2 separate regions of the Anas platyrhynchos genome follow, and region 2 is linked to region 1. A link is a contact called in public Hi-C data. All regions are on one chromosome and are shown on one strand. The core of a region is the stretch at or near the end of the contact, and the rest is flanking DNA. Distances in the headings are between cores, read along the strand shown. Region 1 holds the start of APBB2 (amyloid beta precursor protein binding family B member 2). Region 2 overlaps APBB2 (amyloid beta precursor protein binding family B member 2).

Region 1 (5,528 bases), core at 2,233-4,732:
GGGCAAAGGCCGTGGAGGCTGCAATAAGGTCCCGGGGGGCTGCAGAGAGATCAGACGAGGATTTAGAACAGAAAGAGGCTGAAGGTGAAGGAGTTGTTTATTTTAAAAAGGAAGCTAAAGCAGAACACTACACAGAGCACTCCCAACTCCTCACAGCTACGGGGCAGCAGCCAGCAGTGCTCACCCCCAGCGAGACGAGGACAGTGACACAGGTCCAGAGGTGCTGGGATGCTGCCCACCAGGGCTGGGGGCCATCAGCCCACCGGGCTGCAGAAGCATTTGGAGACACCTGGGAGGTGCTGCTCAGAGACGAAGCCAGCTGGGTGCCACATGGCTGGGTCGAGCCCCAGCTGGCTACCGGGGCAGACAGGTGAGGCCTTGGCCCACCACTGCTGCTCTTCCTTTTTTATATTTATTGCATCTTCTGGAAGCTGTCACATACTTCTGACAGTCACAGGACCTATTACGCAGGATCTGCAGCTGGTTGTGTTTTGTGCTGCACACCATATTTTTAGAATGGCCTACAGACTTCTGTACGAGTCGGACTGCTATAACCACCACTCAAGATAACTCTCAGCTGTTCTGCCTAACAGCAAATGAAACAAACCCGCAGACAACTACATAAACTAGACTTGTCTTCAAAGTTACTTTCAAGCCCTCCAGCCGCAGCGTAGCTGGGAGCACTGGTCTCAATTCACACCATCTGGATCAGCTGTCCCCTCCCAACTCCTGCTTTTACAGGATTTAACAATTGCTTCAATCAAGAAACACTTTTTCTGCGGTTTATTTTGTAACCTGAAGAATAAACTCAAACAGCTGTGATACACAAACTAAAGAATAGTCTTTTGCACAATTTTCACAATGAAAAATAGACATTTCCCCATAATCAGATACTGCTGCAAGCCAATACAACATTTTGGAGGAAAGAAAACCTAAACTTGTAAAATATTTCAGGAAGCAGCCACTAAGCACATCACAATCCTTTCTAAGCAGCGATACAAACCATAAAGCGAGCATTTATTCCAATGTCAGTTCTGAATGTCAGATTTTTAAAATAAGAAACATTAACACAGAAAATCCATGCTCGGTTAACTCACACGTACAGAAAAGGTTTCCCTGAGTCACCGAGCCTCAGCTCTTAATGCCACAGAGCCAGGCACATGACACAAACTTCCTCAATATATCTTTAAGAGCCAGCCAGGGGTCTTGCTCCCACTTCTCCCCTTTGAAGGTCATTCCAGAACCTCACTCCATTTAGGGAAGAAACGAAATTCCAGCCGAAGTTTATTCATGCCAGTTTACATCCATTTGTTCTCGTGCCAACATTGTTCTTTAGTTTAAATAGCTCCTCTCTGTTTCTACTGTTTATATGCCTGCTGTATCTGCAGATTGCAATCGTATCCCCTCTCAGGCCTCATTTCCTAGGCTAGACGAGCCAGGCTTTCCTTGTCTCCTCTGGTGCGATTGTTTCTTTACCCCAGCCACTCTCTGCACCTGCTCCACCAGAAGCACAAGTGAGAAGATGTGCCTGATATTCCCTGGTGCTCCCACCCATCCCACCAGTCCTTCCTGCCAGTCTCCTGCCAAACACGCCCCACCATTTGTCACCTTCTCCGTGGCAGCAGGACAGCAGCAGTTTAGCAAGTAAGGAGCTAACGTGCCCTGCACATCTCCTCCTGCTCTGGTGTTCCCAGCAGCTGAGTTCACAGAATCACAGAATTGTCTAGGTTGGAAGAGACCTCAAGATCATCGAGTCCAACCTCTGACCTAACACTAACCAGTCCTCCACTAAACCATATCGCTAAGCTGTACACCTAAACATCTTTTCAAGACCTCCAGGGTTCCTCGCTTACAGCACAGGACAGAGGCAAAACCTTGTCTTTTACCCAAAGGAGACATATGGGTGGTATCATCTCTTTTCAGCATGAATTTCAAGTGGGATTGCACATCCTAGGTCAGAGCTTCTGAAAAGCATGGATCTGCCATCTGATGGAGATGCAATCAGTTGATTACCTACCATCACCTACCAACTACCAGGTTTCACTGTGGCCTTCTCCCAGCCTCTGCCTGCTGTAAGGATTTCTCACCAATCTCAAGCACTCACGTTCCTCCTAACCAGCTCCTCAAGTCACAACTCTCTTCAGCTCCAACGCTGCACCAGTCCTCACTACACCCCCCCAAGCATTTCCTAAGCACGTCACTGTCCCTCCTGACCAAGGGAACAGCAGAATCCACCCAGTGCCCCACCAAAAGCTATCATTTTTGCTCACTGGCTCCTTAGCTGCAAAACTGAAAACAACAACAATAACCCAGGCTTGCAAGTTGTGCATCCCCTCTGCTAAGAAATGCTTCCCACATCACTGCGACCCACTGCTTAGACCTTCTCCTTCATCACAGAGGATGAAGTTCACTTGGGCTGCCTCAGTGTTAAGAATGGTCACACATTTCTCGTAACATGCAACAAAACTGGTATTCTTCTTGAAGAGTCCTCTCCAAATCTTCTCTTAAACAACCAGGAAAAAAAGAAAAGCCCCAAAGCGCTCCATCAAACACTCACTGCTGCAAAGGAAGAGTCAAAACACCCATGCTTAGCTTGGCTGCTTTACAGAAAGAAGTTAACCAGCCAAGATTTTGCCACAAGGTCACCGCACGAGGATGTCTCCCCCTCCGAGTGCTCCAGCATCCGCACACACTCCAGCTGAACCTAGGCAGAAAACACTTCCAACCGCAAGGCAGCCAACTCGCTGGCGCTTTTGGAAAGCAGCAGAGCATCAGGCAGCAGGGTGGTGGCGTGTGGGATGCCGAAGGAGCCGGAGGGACCCGGTGAGAAGCCGCAGGGCACGGCACGCCCGCAGCCGGCCCCCGGGGCAGCGCCGCGCAGCGCATCCTGCCCAGAGCCCAACCCTGCACAGCCTGCGGCACGGCAGCAGCACAACTGCGCCCTGCAGGCGGTGTGGGCTGCAATATTTGGTGCTGGAGGGGCAAGACCACAAGGTTGAGCCCCAGCAGGACACCGCCAGCAAGCCCCCCCGCACCGCCTGACATTAACGCGGCTCCGCGCTGCGCCCCGAGGGCTGCTCCCCCCGGGCTCCCACCCGCACGGCCCCCGAGCAGCAGTAACCAGCGCTGAAATCGCGGAAAGCCCCGAAACCCACCCAAATTTCCCCAGGGGAAGGCTCCGGGGCTGCCCGGGAGCCCCGCACCGCCCCGTCCCCGCCGCGGGGAGCGCGCACCTGCCCTGCCCGCCGCACCGCGCCGCTCCCGAGGCGCCCAGAGCCCGCTGCGGGATGCAGCCAGCCCTCCGGAAACGCTTCCCAGCCTTACCCAGGAAACGATTCCGGCCGCCGGCCGCCACCGCCGCCCCTCCTCTTCTCTCCTCTCTCCTCCCGGCTCCTCTCCCTCCTCCCTGGCCGCCGCCCAGCGCCGCGGCTCGCAGGGGGCCGGCCGGGCGGGGCGGCGGCGGCGGAGGGCGCACAACATGGCGCCGCCGGTGCCTCAGGGCGGCCGGCTCACACCTGCGGCTCCGGGAGCGGCTCCCGGCCGCCAAGGAGCTTCCCCCCGGGGCTGAGGTGGCTTCCAGGGCAGCTTTCCCGACCCTCAGGGGTTAGGGGTCGTGTGGGGAGGCAGCGGTGGTTTGTGCTGCCCCCCGAGAGGAGGGAGAGGCAGGCGGCTGCTTGACAAAGGGAGCGCGCTGGGGGTGCTCCAGGCAGCCCTGTGATGGTGGGGGGGCTCCAAAGGCACCCAGCGCGCACAGGGGGAAAGGTCCAGGGTGTGCTCCCAGACGTGGAAAATGAGCAAAAGGACCAGTCCTGGAAACCTCGAGGCTTTAAGGCACCTGCAGAACAACAGGAGCAGGTTGCGAGTGAAGCCCTGGGCATGTCTTGAGAGGAAGGAGCAGGGGATCACAGCGACGTTGTGGGGAGTTAGTAGGGAGGCTTAAAAGAGCACACCTGTGAGAAGCTCCTTCTGTTTAAAGCCTTACCAAATACTTGGGGTTCTGTCCTTTCAACGTAAGCTTTTGAGGTTACAGGGGAAAAAACTATTCATTACCAAGGCAAAAATATTAAAATGACACAGTAGCTGAGTGGCAACTGCAGGCGGATCTTTCATTCTTCCACCTAACAATCTTACAAAGACTGGAAAAGCAGGTGCAAAACAATCACTAATAAAATACAGTGCCACATCAGAGTAACCGAAGATGCCCTAGGAGGTCAAAGAAGACTGTTACAATAATGAAATGGCCAGGCTGATTTTCTCTTAAATTAAAACACACTCAGCAATCCTATTAAGAGTGCCCAAGACCATTTCAAAATTTATTGCACCATTTCTAATGGTGAATCTATTTATCTAGAAAGGATGTGTTTTTTTCCTATGCATTTCCAGAACCTTCACTATTTTGTTCTCTGGGTTTATAACTATGCCCCTAACAGCAGAACTTGGATGGACTGACTATAATTATAGGGACAATTAAGATGAATAGGAATATAACATCTTTAATTAGAAATATTTGTGTTTTTAGCAGGTCATACTGACATCCATCAGCCTAAAGAACAGAAAAAAGAAAAAAAAAAAAGCAATTATGAGCACTACTGTGATGAACAAGAAGAAGCGACAATTAGACAAAGATGTCATAGTTCAGAGCAAAGCACTTGGAAATTATACTTAATCACTTAACATCTTACTCCTAAATTTATTCCTCTTGTTTACAGTGGTACTTGCATTTTTCTCAAATGTGGACATGATTTAGTCAAGATTTGTATAAAAAGAACAATACTTACTTATGCTAAGACTCACATTTTAATTTACTCTTTCAGATCCAGAACATCCAAATTTTGGTGGACATCCAAAGAAAGCCCTCCAAATAGTCCTAATTATCTGTGATAGAAATGTATCTTGATCAGCTCAGGAAGGACTGATGGCCTCCTGAGACATCCAAAGGTGATTCATCAAATTCCAATGTCTACAAATCAGGGTGCGTTCCTCTCCAAGAAAGCACATCATCCAGCAGCAGGGAAAGCCTTTATGCAGAGACTTTGAAGGCATAATGGAGCAGAACTCTCCCTGGAATTTGCACTTCATCTATAGGAGAGATGCAAGGCAACTGTTGGGTTACCCCAGATTATGAGTGAATAGCCTATTAATATGTTCTCCTGACATCAGTGGCCAAGCAAGACGGTCATAAATTCACGTTCCTTTGATGAGAAGTGTAAAAGCACTGCATTGTGGTTTTTGCTATGTGGTTAAAAATATGATTAACATTTAGTTATATGGTCTATATAATGCACTTTGGTTTGCAGTATAGTAAGCAGAGTCATAAAAATGAAGTGTTGAGGAAACTAAATACGGAATTTCATATACATCCTAAATGGACAGCAGCTCAATACACTCAGACTTCTCTGAAACGTTTCCATGTGGATATACTGCTTGCATAGGCTCGGCCAGTCTCATCAAATATAGATCTCTTGTTTTAGAGCAATCTGATGTGTTAACTTTCTGAGTACAATGAAATGGCTCCTGCAGTTGCTGCA
Region 2 (5,860 bases), core at 311-2,810, 90 kb before region 1:
CCCCCACCCGGCACCATCCGTGCCAAAAGGAGCTGCCATTTTGGCCACCTGTGCTATAAGGCATTACCGGAAAAGGCTGATGACTTGCAAATCCTACAGAAGCTTGGGATGAAGCGCTCGTGCTGTTCTCTCTTAATAGTTTTTTTTAAAAGACGATGTGATCTTTGTCCTGCTATGTAAATAATGAGCTACTACAGGCACACAAGGCGTTCAAAGCAGAGATGACTAATCTGAGGGAAGAGAGAGGAAAGCAGATTAGTCAACATTCAGCGGTAAGAAAAAAAGCATTAAACCCACTTGTTTGCAGGACCTGCCTGGCACCTTCTCTCTTTCAACCACCAAAACCCAAGCTGTTGACATAGGAACCAAAGCAGCAGCACAATAACAGAAGAAAACCAAGGGCAAGTGACTTGAGGAGAGAAAAAGCTACACTTTCTCAAGAGGGATGGAGATAGGCTTGGGGAATTATTGCTCAGAAACAGTTTTCCTGTTTAACAGGAGCCCATGAAACCATGGGGCAAGAAAGCCCCAACCTACAGCATCAGAGGATGTGCGTGCTCAGCCTGTAGGATCATGGAAGGATCTGGGGAAGAAAGCTTTGGGGTCCTGGAGGTATCTGTTGATAGTGGCTCTGGATGAGTATCCAGAACAGTACTGCCTGTCCTGAGTAAAAGGGAGATTTCAGGGGCTCTGCGAGGTCTCTGCAGAGAGGGAACACAGCCTGAGGACCAGAGGTGAAGCTGAGAAACCAGCCCCTCTGCTTGTGCTTGCAGGAGTTGTTACTAACAGCAGGAGCAGGGAAAAGTGCCTCAGAGACACCACGAGGAAACGTCCACGTGCTCCCTCCAGGAAAATGGACCAAAATAGGTAAGAATGGGAGGACTAAACCATTTGTTAACAGGAAATAGCCAGCCACAAAACACGCGGAGTCTGGCAAATGTAAGAATTGAGACTTGGGGGTGCCCTGCAGGGCTGTTGTGACAGAATCTGTGGTCCAAGAAGAAGCAAGCCATGATCTGGGAAGGCTCACCCCACCTGCAGGAAGGAGGAGGAGGAGGTCAGAGTGATGGTGGCACAGCAAGAGCACTGGGAATCAAGTGGGATGAGGATGGAGCACCTCAGCAAAGGCTGATGAATCACTGCTTGAAGGTGCTGTAGTGGGTTGCAAAAACTTCTGCATCACTTGATTCATTGCTTTCCTTCACTTGTTAAACTGTCTTCATCCTGAGAGAGCAGCACACAAACGAACACCCTTTGTTCACCAGCTTCGTGCTTAAATGAGACACAGCCCTAAATAACACGTGAACAAAATGCTCCACTACCTCAGAAGATTTCTGCTTCTAAATTCCAAGTGAAATCAGAATAATCTGCTCCTGTTTTAGCGAGTTACCCATGCATGTAAACACACTTTGTATATGACCAGGGTGAGGGGCTTTCTTGCTTAGCTGAAGTGCTAGTTTTTTTCCACTAGGTGGCAAAAGCTTTTGCTTGAAAAAAATAACAATAGGTCAGCACACAACAGAGCCTACCTCTGGCTTGCTCCAAATCCATGGCGAGCGTGCATTGTGCTGTGCCTCGAGAGATTATAAGCAACTAAATTCATCCAGACCAATACCTTCTGCCTCAGCAGCAAACCTGTAAGTGTGGTTTCGTGACTTAGCTTGCAGGGCTACAACAATCTGGCAGCAGCAGTTTGCACCTGCTTTTCTGATTTTTGGCACCATATCTCTCCTTCCTATACCTTTCCCCACAAGAGTGCTGCATGTGCTCCTGTGTTCTGGGTTCATATCCCATTTAACCACTTGTCATTGTTTTAAAAGGGGGATTTGCCTGATCTAAAGACAAAAAAAACAACAGCCATGTGAGAGAAGGGACTGCAGGACTCAGGCAGCAGGGTCCCCACAGGCCCCGCCACCCCAGCAGGCTCCCTGCCCAGCACACCCCAGCACAGGGAGAGCAATTCATGCACGCAGCGCCCAGCCTCTCCCACCCCCAGAAAATTCATCTGTCTCAGCAACGGCAGCCAACTCTTTGGCAGAGAAAGCAGGGAAACATCAGCTTGGTGGCACCTCTGAATTTATGTGCTTCTCTGCTAAAATACAGAGCCTGACTCTGTCTGATCAATGTGAATCCATATGTTAGCGTGCAGCTGTTCAGAGAAGAAACCATTAACGATTAAGGGTCCCTTCCAACTCAGGATATTCTATGATTCTATGATTTAATTTTGGGCAACGAACAAGTATAATCCGGGATAAATTCAGGCTGTAAGTGCTGACACAAAGAGCAGTTTTACACCGATGCCTTTCTGACTGCGAGAGGGGAAGCAGGCGCTGTGCAGAGGGACTGTGCGTGCTGCAGGCAGGGCAGCAAGCTCAGACGCCACAATTTTACAGATTTGTTCCAGCTGAGGGTAAGGAGCCTCGAGTTTAAGTCTGGTGGCATTAGCACATCTCTTCAATCTGAATGACAGTAAGAGCACGGAAGAAGGGATCCGCCACAGTCAGCGCTTTTTTCCCATTAGAATACGAACTGCAGAGAATAAAAAATGGCCTAAGAAGTAAGGTGCCAGGCAACCGATCATTTTCTTAATGTAAAATACGAGGAAGCCTGCCGAATTCAGGGGGGAACAAGGTGCAGAGCCAAAGGCAGGACTGCACTTCTCTGGAGAACGTATTGAATAAACACACTGACAGCCTGAAATTTTAAAGAAGCTCTCATTAGCGGGTTTTGTGCCTATCATTGGCTAATTAAGAGCCAGTCAAGTTGGCCACTGGCGCAGACACAATTCAGCTTGGCTAAAACCGCCTTCCTTTGACGGCTTCATTCACAGCCCTGTGCAAATGCCTTCAAAAACCCTCTTTTTCTGAATTTAATGATTCAATGAAAACAGAACATAAAATTGAATTACAACCGTGTTACTCTCTGAAATTAAATGTTTCTCTTGAAGAAAAAAGTAAAACCTGCAAGAAGAGCCGTTTCCTTCCTCCGGCACAAGGTCTGCACATCCCTCAGTCAACGTGGGTGCGTGGCAAATCGCGGCGGTTGTTCTAGAGCACCACAAAGTGTTGTATGAATGAATTTATCTTCATAGCAGCAGAAAGTGAGCTCCACTTTAAACACAGTGAACAGAGGTATGAGGAGAGGTCTGAGATACACGAAATAGCTTGCCCAGAGCCATGCCCAGGCTTTGTATGCCCAGCTGGGCCGCTGAGCTCCACCACAACCTCTCTCTCACTGCCTCTCCTCAATGTGAAAGGGAGAAAAAATACCATGGAAAGGGCTCAAGGGTTGAGATAAGGACAGGTAGACCACTTAAAAATTCTCTGCTCCTTCACGGTCACTCTCGGCTCTGCTCCCCATGGGGTCCCTCTCATGGATGCCGTCCTTCCCCAGCTGAGCCTGAGGGGGCTGCCCACCGGCAGCAGCTCCTCAAGCACTGCTCCCACACAGCTCCGTCCCACAGGGTCCATCCCCCAGGAGCAAACTGTCCCAGCACGGGTCCCCCACAGGCGGCAGCTCCCCCCCAGACGTCCTGCTACTGCGTGGGCTCCTCTCCACGGGCTGCAGCTCCGGCCCGGGGCCTGCTCCTGCGGGGGCTCTCCATGGGCCGCAGCCTCCTCCAGTCCAGAGGGAAGCCTGCTGGTAGAGCAAACGGGGCTACCACAGCCTCGAGGTTTAAGTATTTCCCCTCTCTACATCATTATATGCTTTCCATTAAAACTTTATTCATAGCATCCAGGTATCTTTAGGCATTAAAGCAAACTCAGAGAGATAAATCATCTCTGAAAGCATCCACCCAGCACAAGCAAAGTCATTATTTGCATTCTTGTATCTATTTCACGTCACCCCAGCGCTATAATTTTGTATTTATTTTTCATAGGGATGGATTTATGGACATCATTGAAGCTAGATTCAGTAATCCAGATTTAGGGAGACAGAACTGGTATCAGAGAGATAACCACCACCAAGAATTAGAAGAAAATACAGAAAAATAACTTGTGTCACAGACCATCCTGGCAAGTCTAACAAGAAATGGTAGCCAGGAACAAAGCTAACACATCAGCTGGAGTCTTATGCTGGACAAGCACTTGAGAGAAAAAAAAAAAAAGGGTGAATTCTGCAGAATCACAACAGAATTTCACTTGCAATTTGCACCTCCTGTTTTCTTGTTCGACGCAAGGTTTATCATCAAAACTCACTTTGAAAAACTGAGGACAAACTCTCCTTAAAGCTGCATATGTCCAGAACGTAACAACCATCAAAAGTCTTCTCCATTGTGAACCCAGAGCTAGAATCTCCTACCTTGCAAGAATGTAAAAATGACAAGATCGAGTAAAAACAATACACAAAATATCTCCAGCGTACAACATACCACAAGCCATTGAGACCTATTAGCACTATGGAAAAAACGCAGCTAATTGTCACAAACCATGAAAGATCGAGATATGCACGGGGAATAGCGTGGTCCTTCCCCAGCTAAAAACATTATCTGATCTTTGGTGGATATGCTGTAATTTGTGGATGTGCCAAAGAGCTGCAGGGGCTCTAGGGAAAGCCATGGTTGTGTAGGATGAGAAGTTTTCCCCTTCTGGATTTGTACTTACCTGGTTGATATAGAAAAACAAAAGACTGCCAAAAGGCCCTCCAGGACTAGGACACGCATGGCTTCAAGAGCAGCTTTTCCAATATGCAGCCTTCAGTTTCCTGACCAGATGGATTTCCAGGTCCTGGTTTTTATTAATTTCTCAAAGTTCCTTTACTGTTACCCTTCTGTTCTGCTACTTAAACTGCTCACATGCAGTGACAGGCAGTCAGTTACCTTCTGCCACTTGCAAGGACCAAGGTCACTGACAAGCTCTCTGAAAAGAGCAGCGTGGCATTACGTTAGGAAGGATGAGCAAGACAAAACCCTTATGCCTGCACTTTTTATGTAGAGTGGCACTATCACGGGACTAGTGCGCACACTTCCACACAGCCCATTATAAAAACGGGCACAGCAGAATGGGAAAAGCCATAAAGAGATAAATATAAAACTGCTTCTGCAGGCAGAGCCACGGAGCGTGGTAGGAGCCCGGAGGGACGGTGGGAGGAGGGCAGGATGTCACAGGAATCTGTAAAGCCACGAATGGTGTGAAGAAGGCAAGGATGGAAAGGAAATGAACAGTCGCTGTTATTTACTGCTTCCTACAGCAGTAAAGCAGGGTGCACCTAACGAAATTACCAGAGAGCAATTTTATAAGAGAGGGAAGTACTTCTTCATGCACCACGTAATTAAATTGCGGGACTCCTGGTCACAGGATGTTGTGTATGCCAGAAATACAAATGAGATCAAAAATGATTAAATAAATTCATGTTAGAAAGGTCTATCAAGAACAATTAAAGAAGATAATGTGAATGGCATACCAAGTCTGAAAGCCCTACATCCACTGACTGCTAAAAGTGGAAAGGATATAACAGCGGGAGGACTGCATTAGATAGCCCTGTTTTTTCTTGCTTTTTATTTTTTTTTCTCATAAATTTGTGCTACTGACCCCGGTCAGAAGCAACCATGAAGAACTGAGTCTAAGGTCTGCCGGATACGGCTGTTCCTACAAGCTGATGTACCCAGTGAAGTACAGACCTGAACTGTAGCCCCTGTAACCTTCATATGTGAGCTCAAGCTTGGAGTCAGCAGAGGGTTTGCATTGGAAACAGTGGATTTAACAACAGGACTGAAAGATTTTGATAGCAGTAACCACAACAATTACACCGTGTCAGATTAAAAAGCCACATCTGATACGAGATTCTTCAAACTGCTTTATCATACCCAAGCTTCCTCTGAGGGGTATACATTCCCAGAAGGAAAATGCACCAAAAAATT

Evidence for each region. Hi-C and Micro-C count contacts between places; a contact is called where the count stands out from the background.
Region 2: a Hi-C map of liver shows a contact between it and region 1, with 5 times the contacts expected there. The contact joins the enhancer-like site here to the promoter of APBB2 in region 1. A contact is called at or near these places in 5 of 8 Hi-C or Micro-C datasets (F1 follicle, F5 follicle, liver and 2 more).

Annotation. Positions count from the first base shown.
Region 1 is chr4:55,361,462-55,366,989 of IASCAAS_PekinDuck_T2T, reverse strand. APBB2 (amyloid beta precursor protein binding family B member 2) reads right to left here and starts at 3,482. Exons shown (of 18, transcript XM_072037680.1): 1 at 3,325-3,482.
Region 2 is chr4:55,448,896-55,454,755 of IASCAAS_PekinDuck_T2T, reverse strand. All of the region lies in intron 6 of APBB2 (amyloid beta precursor protein binding family B member 2), which reads right to left. Among named protein-coding and RNA genes, the nearest start is that of APBB2, 88 kb to the right of the region's middle. Within about 2 kb of position 1,560, at least 1 of the 8 cell types and tissues checked has an H3K27ac peak or open chromatin away from gene starts, as enhancers often do.